Regions from separate parts of the Sus scrofa genome. Here all the other regions are linked to region 1. The links are chromatin contacts, called in public Hi-C maps. All regions are on one chromosome and are shown on one strand. Each heading gives the region's core, a stretch centred on a gene start, on an enhancer-like site or on the middle of the called end of the contact. The rest is flanking DNA. Distances are from core to core; before and after follow the strand shown. Region 1 overlaps WWOX (WW domain-containing oxidoreductase). Region 2 has its middle 60 kb from the start of DYNLRB2. Region 3 overlaps MAF (transcription factor Maf).

Region 1 (3,569 bases), core at 391-2,890:
GCTTGGCAACTGTGTTTGATAGATTTCTTTTATGATTAATTCTCCTATTAAGTTTTAATGACTTTAAAGATATAAAGCTAGAAACCACAAAACTAGGCATGGTTAATAAATAACTGAAATTCCAGGTGTATAGAAATGCATGTGTGGAAAAATGAAATCGTATATTCTCTAGGATGTATGAGGAAACGGCTCTCTGGAGAGTCTAGAGAGTCAAATATCCCCAAAAGGGAGGGGACAAGTTTAAAAACAGGGAACTCAAGGAGATTGTCTTCCTTTAGGAAAATCCTAGGAAAAACGTACTCTCTAAGATTAACCAATGTAAAGTAAATTATCTTACGAGCCAGTAATTTTCAGCAAGATGGTGGTTCTCTTGGATGGAATGCATTTCTCCATTTTGGCTTTTTAAAGTGTCTCTGTCCACAATTTCAAGTATTTCTCCCAGTTCCTCTTCACACTTTTCTCCCCAGGCTCATCTGGCCTGGAAGATGTGTGCTGATTCATTGTTTTGTAAATGTTCAAAAGCCTGCCTGGTCCCAGGAGTGGGGATCGGAGTGGCAGTATTTCAGCAATGCTCTCTCTCTCTCTCTTCTTCCTCCTGCACCCAGAATGTATGAACCAGGACTCAGCTCCTGCACAGAACATCTCTGGGAGTCGGGGAGAATTGAAGAATCAATTCTAGTTTCCACGTGGCAGGAGTGAGGCTTGCCTGGGGCTGGCGGGGTCCCCCACTCCCTGAAACACCCCCTCCACGTCCGAGCCTGTGTGTTCACGCTGGGGGCCTCTGCAGCAAGCACAGCTGGATTTTTTACTTTCTAGACCATCTCAATTCGAGGTCTTAAACTGAACAGTTTAGAAACCAAACAGACATGAATCAACATGAAGAATAACTGGGAAGAGTTACGGGGCCCCCAGAAGAATGTATAAATGTGTGTGTTTTTGTATCTGGTTATGTGTATGTTTTCATGCCTCAAAAGAGACACATGGTATATTTCAATCCATTCCCGCCACGAAGGACTTTTATTCTTGAGTGTTTCCGAGTCCCCAAAGCACAATAGATGCCATTTGGAACCTTCACACGAGGCAGCCCCCACACTTCAGAACTTCAAGTCGAAAGATCTTTTAAGTCCACAAAACTTATTTTTCAAAGATCTTGGCCCATTCCAAATGAATACTGATTCCCAGCCTCTCAAATGCCTGGAGTGAGAAAACAGGGAATATTGTTCTTTTCTGTTTATATTATTTCATACTGAGTTAATACACTTGCCAAGAGTCCAGGCAGCTTCTGGCCTGACAATGCCTTATTTAACCAGCCTAGTTTTGAGAATAAAGTCAGGGTCCTCCCCCCCCCCCCCCCAGGGCCCTCCCAGCAGTACTCAGGTCACTTCTGAGTTGGAAGAAACCAAAGCAAATAAAGCGAATCTGTTTCTCTATGAAAATCATCTTTTTTTTTTTTTTTTTTTTTTTCCTGGGCTAGGACCCAGATTTGGCCCTGGCAAGCAGGACAGCCTGGCCCCACACCGGAACCTCAGTTCCTCCTGGGTTTCAGAGAACTGGAATCCCCAGGCCCAGCCTCTCCCGGCCAAGGAGCCTCACCAGAAACTGAGGCTTCCGGCTCGCTCCCAGCCTGGAGACTGCAGGCCAGTCTGGCTGGCAGATGCTCCTCCAGCCCTGGCCGCATCTCGGTGCTGTCCTGGTACACGGAACGCCTTAGCTTGAGGCTGGAAGAAACTCCACGCGTTTGGCCCAAAAGAGGCAACTCCTTCCAGCTGGCCCGGGCGCTGGGCCTTAACAGTGACCCAGATGAACTGATTTTGTACAGAGTGGGTGGAGAGGACCCTGGGGACCGGGGGTTGGGGGGGAGGAGGGAAAAGCCGGCGCTTGGCTCCGTGCACAGCGTTTCCTTGGCCGAGCTCCAGGGGAGAGACGGGATCCAGGGCGAAGGGCCCTTGCAGACCCCCTACCCCCACCCCGCATGCCCGGGCCTTCCTGCTGGACATCGGATCGGCCCTGTGCCCCGAAGACAGTCCCCTCGCCAAGCAGGGGCTGCCCAGGAAGGGAGGCCATGGGCTTCACGTGTGGAGGGAGTGGCTCCTGTGGACATGAGAAGACGACACCAAAGGCTGGGACATTCCTCCAAATAGAACTCGGGGCCCCCGCCCGCCCCGGAGACGTAAAGGCCGCGCTGCCTGCGCCCCCACATGCGCACTCTCTACGGCGCGCCCGCCTCCGAAGCCAGGGCGCCCAGGGCCTTGGCCCCGCTCTCAGATGAGGAGTGGCGCTCGTGTGAGCCTGGCACTGTCTTCTCACCCAAGAGAAGGAGAAAGGCAAAAGGAAAGAGCCTGAGCCGCCTCCTTTTAGATGCCCGCCACCCCCAGATGGCAGAGCCGGAATGCTCCAGGTACACCGCCTGCCCAGTGGTGATGCACAGGCTGGAGGCCGCCTTCCCCTCTCCCGCACCTGCCTGATGCCTGGCTGCCGGGCTGCTGCGCTGCCGGGCGGGGGCGGCGTCGATGTTCTGCGAGGAACGTGTCTTACCCAGGCCTGCCTCATGCCAAGCCCCACTTGCTTCAGGCCAGTCCCTTCTAATCTGCGCTGTTGTTGTAAACACTGGAGAAGCGGGATCTTTCTAGCAAGGGCAGTGTTATCTGGAATAAAATGTTAGCCCTGAGAGTGCTCTCGTGTTCCGCCAACAGCGAGCCGGAGAGCAGAGGAGGGAGAGTCAGAACGTGGGGTATGTGGCAGAGACGGTGCAAGCCATCTCTGTGTGTCGACCCCGTCTTTAAAGGCAAGATTAACAGCGATACATAAATATAAATGTTTCTTTCTGGCCAAGCACCGCAGATTAGATTTCACATTCGAAATGTAAATCGTGCCTAGGAAACATCGATGTTTATTTTCAGCAACTGACCCTCGGGGATAAAAATAAAAAGGAAAAGGGAAACAAACAAAACCGGGTTACTGACAAGCTGTAGGATGCTCTATTTTATATCTCACAGATATTTTACAGCTCTGGCATTTCTAGGGAACACTTTGGAGTACTTGTAGTCCGGTTTGTCCATAAAAAAGCCGTCTGTGTTTTTATGTTTTGAAAAGACATGTGGAGAAGCCCACAGCATGTCCTGTCAGGCATCTTATCCTTGAAGAAACAGCAGGCAGCATCAATGTCACCCACGTACTGTCCCCACCCCCGCCACCCTTTGAGAAGTGTCTTGGGGCTGTCTCCAGCCAAATCAGCACTGTGCTTCTTGATTCATGCCCTGGACTGTTTGCGAAGACATCTGAATTATAATATGTAGCGGGGGAAGCACCGTCTGGCTGTCCCATCTTGACTGATGTTTCTGCATCCCACCTTGCTTAATCAGGAGCAGGAGCCAGGGATGCTGGGCAGGGGCAGGGGTGCTGGATGGGCGTGGGCATGCTGGGTGGGAGTCGAGTTGGTGGACTGAGGCGGGGATGCTGGGTGGGTGCTGGTTCATGCCTTCCCTGTGTCAGGTCTCCCTCCATGGAGCCATCCCCTTGCTTTGGTTCCCAGGCAGCAGGGGCGAATGGTATTCCTTCCACCTCCTTTG
Region 2 (3,569 bases), core at 768-3,267, 1.8 Mb after region 1:
CGGTGTTGCTGTGGCTGTGGTGTAGGCCAGCGGCTACAGCTCCAATTGGACCCCTAGCCTGGGAACTCCATATGCCTCAAGTGAGGCCCTAGAAAAGACAAACACACACACACACCACACACACACACACACACACACAAAGAAGTACAGCCTTGGAAGCCTTAAGGTTTCTCACCCCACACACCAGGTGGCGCTGGACTATAAAAGCGCCCTGAGCCTCACCTTCCCCATCCGTAAAAAGGACAATCAGCTCTCTCCTGGGAGGCACAGCACGTGGGGAGGCTCAGGCCAAGGGGTGAGAGGAAGCCATTAAGCAGCCCCTCTTGCCTCCACCACCTAGAATCTGGTTGGGGTGGGGACATGCACCAGGGACTCAATTCAAGGCCTGCTTCAACATCCTCAAGGACTCCACGTGTGAACACCAGCGGCCAGACAGAAGAGCTTTCAGAGGGAGATTTTACTTCTCCTGCGAAGAACATCCCATGGTCACTTACATGATGGTTCTAGAAGCATGTGGGCTGGCACACAACAGACACTCCACAAACACGCCCTTCCCCCTCCTCTAGCACCTGGCCACACCCCCACCCAAGGTGACCCTGCCTCGGATCCTGCCAGGGAGCCGACACGGGGCGCCAGCATCTCCCACACTCTCTCCCTCACGCCTTGCGACCCGCGGATGAGGAAGGCGCCATGAGCCTCAACGTCCTGATGGGAAATTGGATGTCAGACAGGAGAAGCGGCCTGGCCCGGCCCAACACTCCTCGGTGGCTGGGCTGACACTCGCACCCACGTCGGCCCTGGCTCCAAACCCATGCCCCGCATCCCGCATCTGGGGGATGTACTAGAGTCCGGCCGGCTCTGCAGCATTCCGTGCAACTCCGCACCAAAATTAACCAGAAAAGCACCCGACCCCAGAATGCTTGGACCCTGCAGCTCCACTCACTGGGTTTAGACCTGAAAGAAAAATATTTGCCAGAGGGACACACGGAGAAAGGATGGGGAGGGAATGGCCTTGGACATGGAGGCGATGATTCTAACACCGCACCTGCCAGCAGTGTCCCGGGAGATCTGGCCAAGCGGCCCCTCTCTGGGCCTCAGTGTCCCCTTCCATGACATGAGAGGGTGACCGAACGAGGGACATGCAAGGTGCCACCTGAGTGGCTCAGTTTTCCAGACACACAGAGCCGAAATCTGGGGAGCCTGCTTCTTCCAGACGCCTGGCTCAGCGCACAGGTCTGTGTGCCCGGCCACAGGGCCCCAAGGGCAGCAGCTGCCCACTTTCTGAAGAAAGGTGAATGGAGACAGGTCCAAATACACTGCCAGGAAAAAGCAGCACGTGGTCCACAGAAACTCCCATTCCGCCAGTGCCGGGAGGGGAGGAGCGGAGCAAGGCTCCCCTTCCACGGGGGACTTCGTTCCAGAATCCCACCCAGCGGCCTCACAGGCGCCCGGGCTGATAAAAGAGGACCCGGAGAGGACCGGGTCCTGGGGGCAAGGAGAGGGGAGGACGAGGCCAGGGCTCCTTCCAAGAGACTCCGAACCGGAATGGGGACTCTTCCATGTCCTGGGTGACAGTGGAACCTGGGGAAGACCGGCCCTGCCCAGGGCCTGTGGCCATTCGGGGTGCCCTGCCCTGGAAGACGGGGTGGGTGGAGCTTCCTGAGACCCTGGAGTCCCCGCCAGGATGCGGGTCCACGTCCCCGCCACCAACACGAGGGAACAGCAGCCCTGCCTCAGAACTCAGAACTGGAGGACTCGAGGCTCTTTTTTCTCAGTCAATTTCCGGATTAAACAATAACAACAACTGCTTTTTTACTTTCATTTGAAAACGAAGCGTAAGCAATTGCTCTGTTTGCCGACCCCTCCCAGGTGCCCGACTCTGCCCCTCCGCCCAGGGCCCTGTGGGCAGCCGCGCTGTCCCCAGGCCTAGTCCTTCAGTGAGAGCCCACCGCACTGCCTCGTCCTCGGGGCCTCCGAACCCGCCTGGATCAGCCCCTCCAGCCTTCCCTACTCTCCCCCTCGCTCGCTCAGTTCTGCACCAGACAGAAGACGGCCCAACAGGCAAACCCGCAAGCTCCCCAGGGAGCCGGAGCCGCTTCCAGCCTCAGCCCCGCTGGGACCTGTGACGCCGGCACGTCTCTGCGACTCTCCAACCTGGCAGGCAGTGAGGACCTCATCGAGGGCCCTTGTGCTGACCACGGAGGCAGCGCACCGGGAGGCACTGAACCCAGGACCAGAAGGCCTCCGTCCAGGAACAGCGCTCCTACCGAGGGGCCGGTGCAGGGGGAGGCACAGAGGAAGCGACAGAGCTCACCGTGGACGGATGGCGTCTGCCCCAGTGCAGCTGGCTTCAGGGACAAGGACTCCAGGGAGAGGAGAAAACCTCGAGCCTGGTTTAGAGCGATAATGAGGATTCTATCCGGAGAAGAAGGGGGTGGCCGCCCCGTGGTGAGGAAGGGAGGATGTGACAAAACATGAGCAAGGGATAAATCTGGGGGACCTGAAGGTGTATGGGGGGGGGTCTCTCCCATCAGGACAGCCGGCATGGAGCAGGTGCTCAAAAATACTGCCTCTCTAAGAAAAAGAACGAGTCCAAATACAAAGGCATTATTTGGTTTGTATAAAACCTTCTGTGTGCATTATGACTCTGACCAAAATAATAAGAGAAAGAGAGCACAGAAAAGGGAGGTAGGGAAAAATAATTCCGTGTGTCTATACAAATATACTTATTTTATTGTTTTGTTTCAGTGCCAAAAAGACCATGATAACAGCCCAGTGTCCATGGGGAGCTGTGACCATAGGCACGTATCACACAGGCCTCCTGAGTCCCCACCACGAGGGGCACCGCGCCTGCCCCATTCCCCTGCGGGGTCGTGACTTCACCATCACAAACCAGGCAGGGGAAATTCGGCGACACAAGAAGGAAGGAATTTGCCATTGTTTTTGTTGTATAACCAGCATACCGTGATTGCATAAAGGTTCAAAAACAGACACACAGTTAGAAAGGAACATAAAATGCCGCCTCGGCTAACCACTGTTCCCAGGCCCCTGTACAACCCGCGGGACCCCCTGCACCCAGGCGCACCCCCGTGCATCACACACACATACACGTAAGTGTGCACACACACTCTCGAGGGGACATAGGTACCGCAGTCCCCGGCAGATTCGTCCTCAGAACTGCAGCGCGGTCAGAGGACCCTCGGGGCAGAGATGTGGCCCCACCCCCATATCCACGAACTGCCTCCGTCCGAGGCCAGCAGACTTTTTTGGGGAATAAGTCAGAGTGACCGTCGTAGGCTGTGTGGGCCAGAAGGTATCTGTCCCAGTTACTCACCTCTGCCCTTGCCGCGTGCAAAGCAGCCCTCGAAGAGGAGTAAAACAAATGCGCGTGCTCTCCTTCCAATAAAGCTTTATTGACAAAGCAGGAAGCAGCCGGAAGTGGGCTGAGGACAGGAATTTGCCCGCCCCTGGGTTGGAACCTACCATCAGCCGAAAAGACGCAGGAGGGTGAGAGGTTAAGGTGCACCCCCCCGCCCCCCCACCGAAAGGTAGCCTTTCTTTTCAGGGGC
Region 3 (3,569 bases), core at 541-3,040, 1.0 Mb after region 1:
CAATCCAAAGTCCTAATTATAGGGGAAAAAAATTGTTATTTAACAAAAAGACAGGAAAAGAAAATGAATTTTGTCGAAGAGGGAAGAGGCGCTTCAGAGATGATTATGATTTGGGGAGAGAACTGTGCATTCTGATCCCAGCCTCTCCGAGGAATATGTATTTTGTCAATTTCTTAAAACTGTCCAACTCTGACGCACAGTCATAGAAAGATGTGATTTCTGTGTGCCACTGCTGCGATCTTTCTATCTCAGCCTTGTTATTTTGGGGAAACTTAGGGGAAACACACCACGGGCTTTCGAATTTAAACAATAAAAACTGTCACCATGCCACCACACCTATTGCGGTGACTATAGAAATATGGCCTAACGTTTCCAACTGGTCCCAAATGTTGCCGCTGTAAAAAAAAAAAAAAAAAAAAAAAAAAAAAATCGCAGATTGATAGATTTATCGATGCCCCAAAGGGAAGCCGGGAGCAGTTTCCCGGATCTCCTAATTGGGGTTCAATCTCTAAAACTATTTTCAAAACAGAATCGTGTGTGAACATCTCTGAAATGGGCCGCGGAATCTCGCTGGCACCTGGCATGAGCTCCTGCTGGGCGACTCCCGCCTTTGAGGTCCAGGGTCACCATTCTCTCTGGCTTCCCTCATTTCTCACCTCCCACAGATGCCAGAGGGAACCAGAGCCCGGGGTTTGGCTACGCCTTCGTGCCGAGCAATTTGATGTGCTTTGTTTTTTGTTTTGTCTCTCTCTGAAGGATAAAGATGTTCCCACATTGTTGCCGGACTGTACTTCTTTATGCCCCGACAATCATGAGACAGCCTGGGAGACTGAAATTCTCTCACCCTGTCCCCTACCCCCGCCGGAGGGGAAAAAAAAAAAAAAATGCCAGGCAGAGGTGGGTTTGTTCGCCAGCCCGTGTGGGGCCCAGCTTGGAGAGAATTCCCCCTTTTCTGGGCCTTCATGATGTCTAGATTTTGGAAGATTTATATCAAAAGTGGGGAAATTGGTTTTATCAGAAGGTGGATGAAGGCTTCTGTGCGGTGTTTAGATGCCCAAAACAAACACACACATCCTGATTCGAGGCTGCACGGCTGGACCACCTCCCTGAAGGCTGCTGGCTGCCCAGCTTCAGACTTGGGGCATCTTTTAAACCGAAGATGGGTCAAGAGTGAGAACCAACCTCCAGTTTCCCTTCTGTGTCTCAATGACAGGGAAGACTGACTCCAAATGATTCCTTCGGCCTCCCAAGGAATAATCAGAAATGGTGAAAATGCTAGCCTCTCACTGTAGAGATGGTTCCCCCCCCCCAAAATGAGGACATTTCTTCAAAGAAGAGGGATAACAAAATTTAAAAAAAACAAAAAACAAGCAAACAGAAAAACATCAAATGGAATTAAAAGGCAGTGGGGGAGCCTGGCCCACCAGGCGCCTCAAGCAGGTGAAGCTGGCCTCCTAGCCTCTCTTAACTGCCTGTTCATAGAAGTAAGGCCCCAGCGTTTGGCTGGGCGTTTTGGTGGCACAGAAATCAGATGGCTGAAGGTTGTCACTCGTGGAGCCCAGTCTTTCACCCTATGTCAGTTAGCCTTTAACCACCGATGGGCAAAAAAAAAAAAAAAAAAAAAAAAAAGAAAAAAAAATAGTGATACCTGCGTGGCAAGCAGACTTTTAAATATATTGATTGGCCTAGACTCCCAGGGGAGTGCATTTTTTTGTACAGCCAAGGCTGTGTGACGACGGGAAGTGAGCTGGCCTCAACCAAGAGCAGAGACGACACCAAAACCCTTCCCTCTACTATACTTGGGAACCTCTGAAGGTGTCAGAAGCCACTTGAGTCGCTGTAGACAAGGACACGCCGGGAATGCGGCTCCTGAGACAGCTGTGCCCCGGGTACACAGAAGTGGCTACCATGTTGCCCACTGTTCACTGGGTTGAGCCTTAAAGCTGGTGGTTTGGCAGTGGGTTGCGGGGGGGCGGGGAGGGTTCTCTTTAAGAACAGAAGCATCTCGAATGGCCATCACTAAATAAAAACTACGAGGGTGAAGGTATAAGGGAGAAAAGATCAGACGGTTAGACACGCACGTTCAGAAATACACAGAGCGGTTCCCACTGGGATGGTGTGTGTTGAAAGCCTGCGTGGTTGTGTCAGGGACTCAGAGAAATACCCTCTCTTCACATGGTTTCCTCACCGAGACCAGGAAGTGGAACCTCTGCCTCTCTGATATCAACCTATTAATGTGTCAGATACAGTCTAAAAAATTAGTGCAGGGCTTTGGGAAAAAAAGAAGAAAAAAAAGAAACATGTGAGACACTGCTGTGGGTGCCTGAAAGCAGAGAAGGGAAAGGGAAAAACAAAACCCAAAAACCCTGCAACACTGGTTTCATTTACAGCTGTGTCTGATGTATGGCCATGCTTGACCTCACGGAGAAATACAGGACTCTCCGGCCCAAGAGAAAAACCAGGGTGCTTGGCTCTGCGAAAGCTTCTGCCCCTGGCATCTGCGTGGGGAGGGGGAGTCGAAGAGGTGGGTTTTGTTTTGTTGTTTTCTTAGTAAAATTATCTGCCAGAGAAACAATGAAGCATGAAAAAGTACTACTGAGAGTGTTACGTGTCTACATGTGCTTTAAAAAATGCTAGCTGTTACTTTCTGGGACGCTTCCCTTTCTATCAACATATGTATCTGTTAAATTTCAGTGGATTTCGCAAACCTATAGTCCAGGTGGAAAACCATCGCCTCTGTCCAGTCGGGCACGTGGTAAAGCCAGAAGCCCTGGTGTGCGTTCCTGCGGATCCGTACCCAGGACCCTCGGACAGGAGAGTTAATGAGCACCGCGGTTATACATTGAAAAGCCTTCGTCTCTAAGTGTCCCGCTGATGGCTCCAACTTGTGAGTGGGCCCAGTTCTGTATTTGGAATGAAAGGAATTTTAACACTATTTAGACAAAGAGGCAAATGCAGTTATAAAGGGGAATGCTACATTTCCTTGCATGATTTTTTTTTTTTAATTTAGAGACTTATTTGTCATAAGGGCATTTAGGCAGGATTTAGGATTTTTTGTTTAAAAAAAAGCATGTATGTGTGTTCACCAGTCACATTACATTTTTTTTTTTTTTCAAAGTTTTTAGTGATGGTTCTTTCTCAAACTGCCTTCCACGGAGAGTTAGTTAACCTTCTCTTAAAGCCAGCCACCCAAACCCCATTTTAACCAGCACGTCTTTACCTGGCATTCCAATATCTGGGGCCAAAATCTACGTATTAGATTGAACTGCCTTTGAAGGGCCTATTAAAATGCTTAATTGTTGTACCACTGTATTTTTCTCCCAAGTGGCATTCCTCAGGAGTTAACTGGGATAACTCTATCCTGAATCTCACTCTCATTCTGAGACTGTGTTCGCCTAAAATCCTGCATCGGAGCTGACCTTTCTTTTTAAGGGCTATCTTCCCATTTCTGCTGCTGCAGGGGGAGGCTGCACATTTCCTAGGTGGGAGCAGACCCAAACCAAAAACAACCAACCAACCAACCAAACAAAAAACCACACACACACACACACACACACACACAACCAAAA

What was found. A called contact is a pair of places that touch in the nucleus more often than the background predicts.
Region 2: a Hi-C map of retroperitoneal adipose tissue shows a contact between it and region 1, with 2.0 times the contacts expected there. The contact joins two enhancer-like sites. A contact is called at or near these places in 7 of 47 Hi-C or Micro-C datasets (alveolar macrophages, embryonic fibroblasts, mesenteric adipose tissue and 4 more).
Region 3: a contact with region 1 is called in a Hi-C map of skeletal muscle, with 8 times the contacts expected there. The contact joins two enhancer-like sites. A contact is called at or near these places in 3 of 5 promoter capture datasets (fetal liver, fetal skeletal muscle and liver), 20 of 47 Hi-C or Micro-C datasets (alveolar macrophages, blood, brain and 12 more) and 2 of 2 datasets of contacts at active chromatin or transcription factors (alveolar macrophages and skeletal muscle).

The regions. Positions count from the first base shown.
Region 1 is chr6:9,520,987-9,524,555 of Sscrofa11.1, reverse strand. The region is part of intron 8 of WWOX (WW domain-containing oxidoreductase); the gene reads left to right. Among named protein-coding and RNA genes, the nearest start is that of WWOX, 350 kb to the left of the region's middle. Within about 2 kb of position 1,640, at least 14 of the 83 cell types and tissues checked have an H3K27ac peak or open chromatin away from gene starts, as enhancers often do. A contact at or near this core is called in omental adipose tissue, retroperitoneal adipose tissue and skeletal muscle, where this site is marked.
Region 2 is chr6:7,719,294-7,722,862 of Sscrofa11.1, reverse strand. No RefSeq gene overlaps it. Among named protein-coding and RNA genes, the nearest start is that of DYNLRB2, 60 kb to the right of the region's middle. Within about 2 kb of position 2,017, at least 3 of the 83 cell types and tissues checked have an H3K27ac peak or open chromatin away from gene starts, as enhancers often do. A contact at or near this core is called in retroperitoneal adipose tissue, where this site is marked.
Region 3 is chr6:8,473,657-8,477,225 of Sscrofa11.1, reverse strand. The region is part of intron 1 of MAF (transcription factor Maf); the gene reads right to left. Among named protein-coding and RNA genes, the nearest start is that of MAF, 6.7 kb to the right of the region's middle. Within about 2 kb of position 1,790, at least 19 of the 83 cell types and tissues checked have an H3K27ac peak or open chromatin away from gene starts, as enhancers often do. A contact at or near this core is called in omental adipose tissue, retroperitoneal adipose tissue and skeletal muscle, where this site is marked.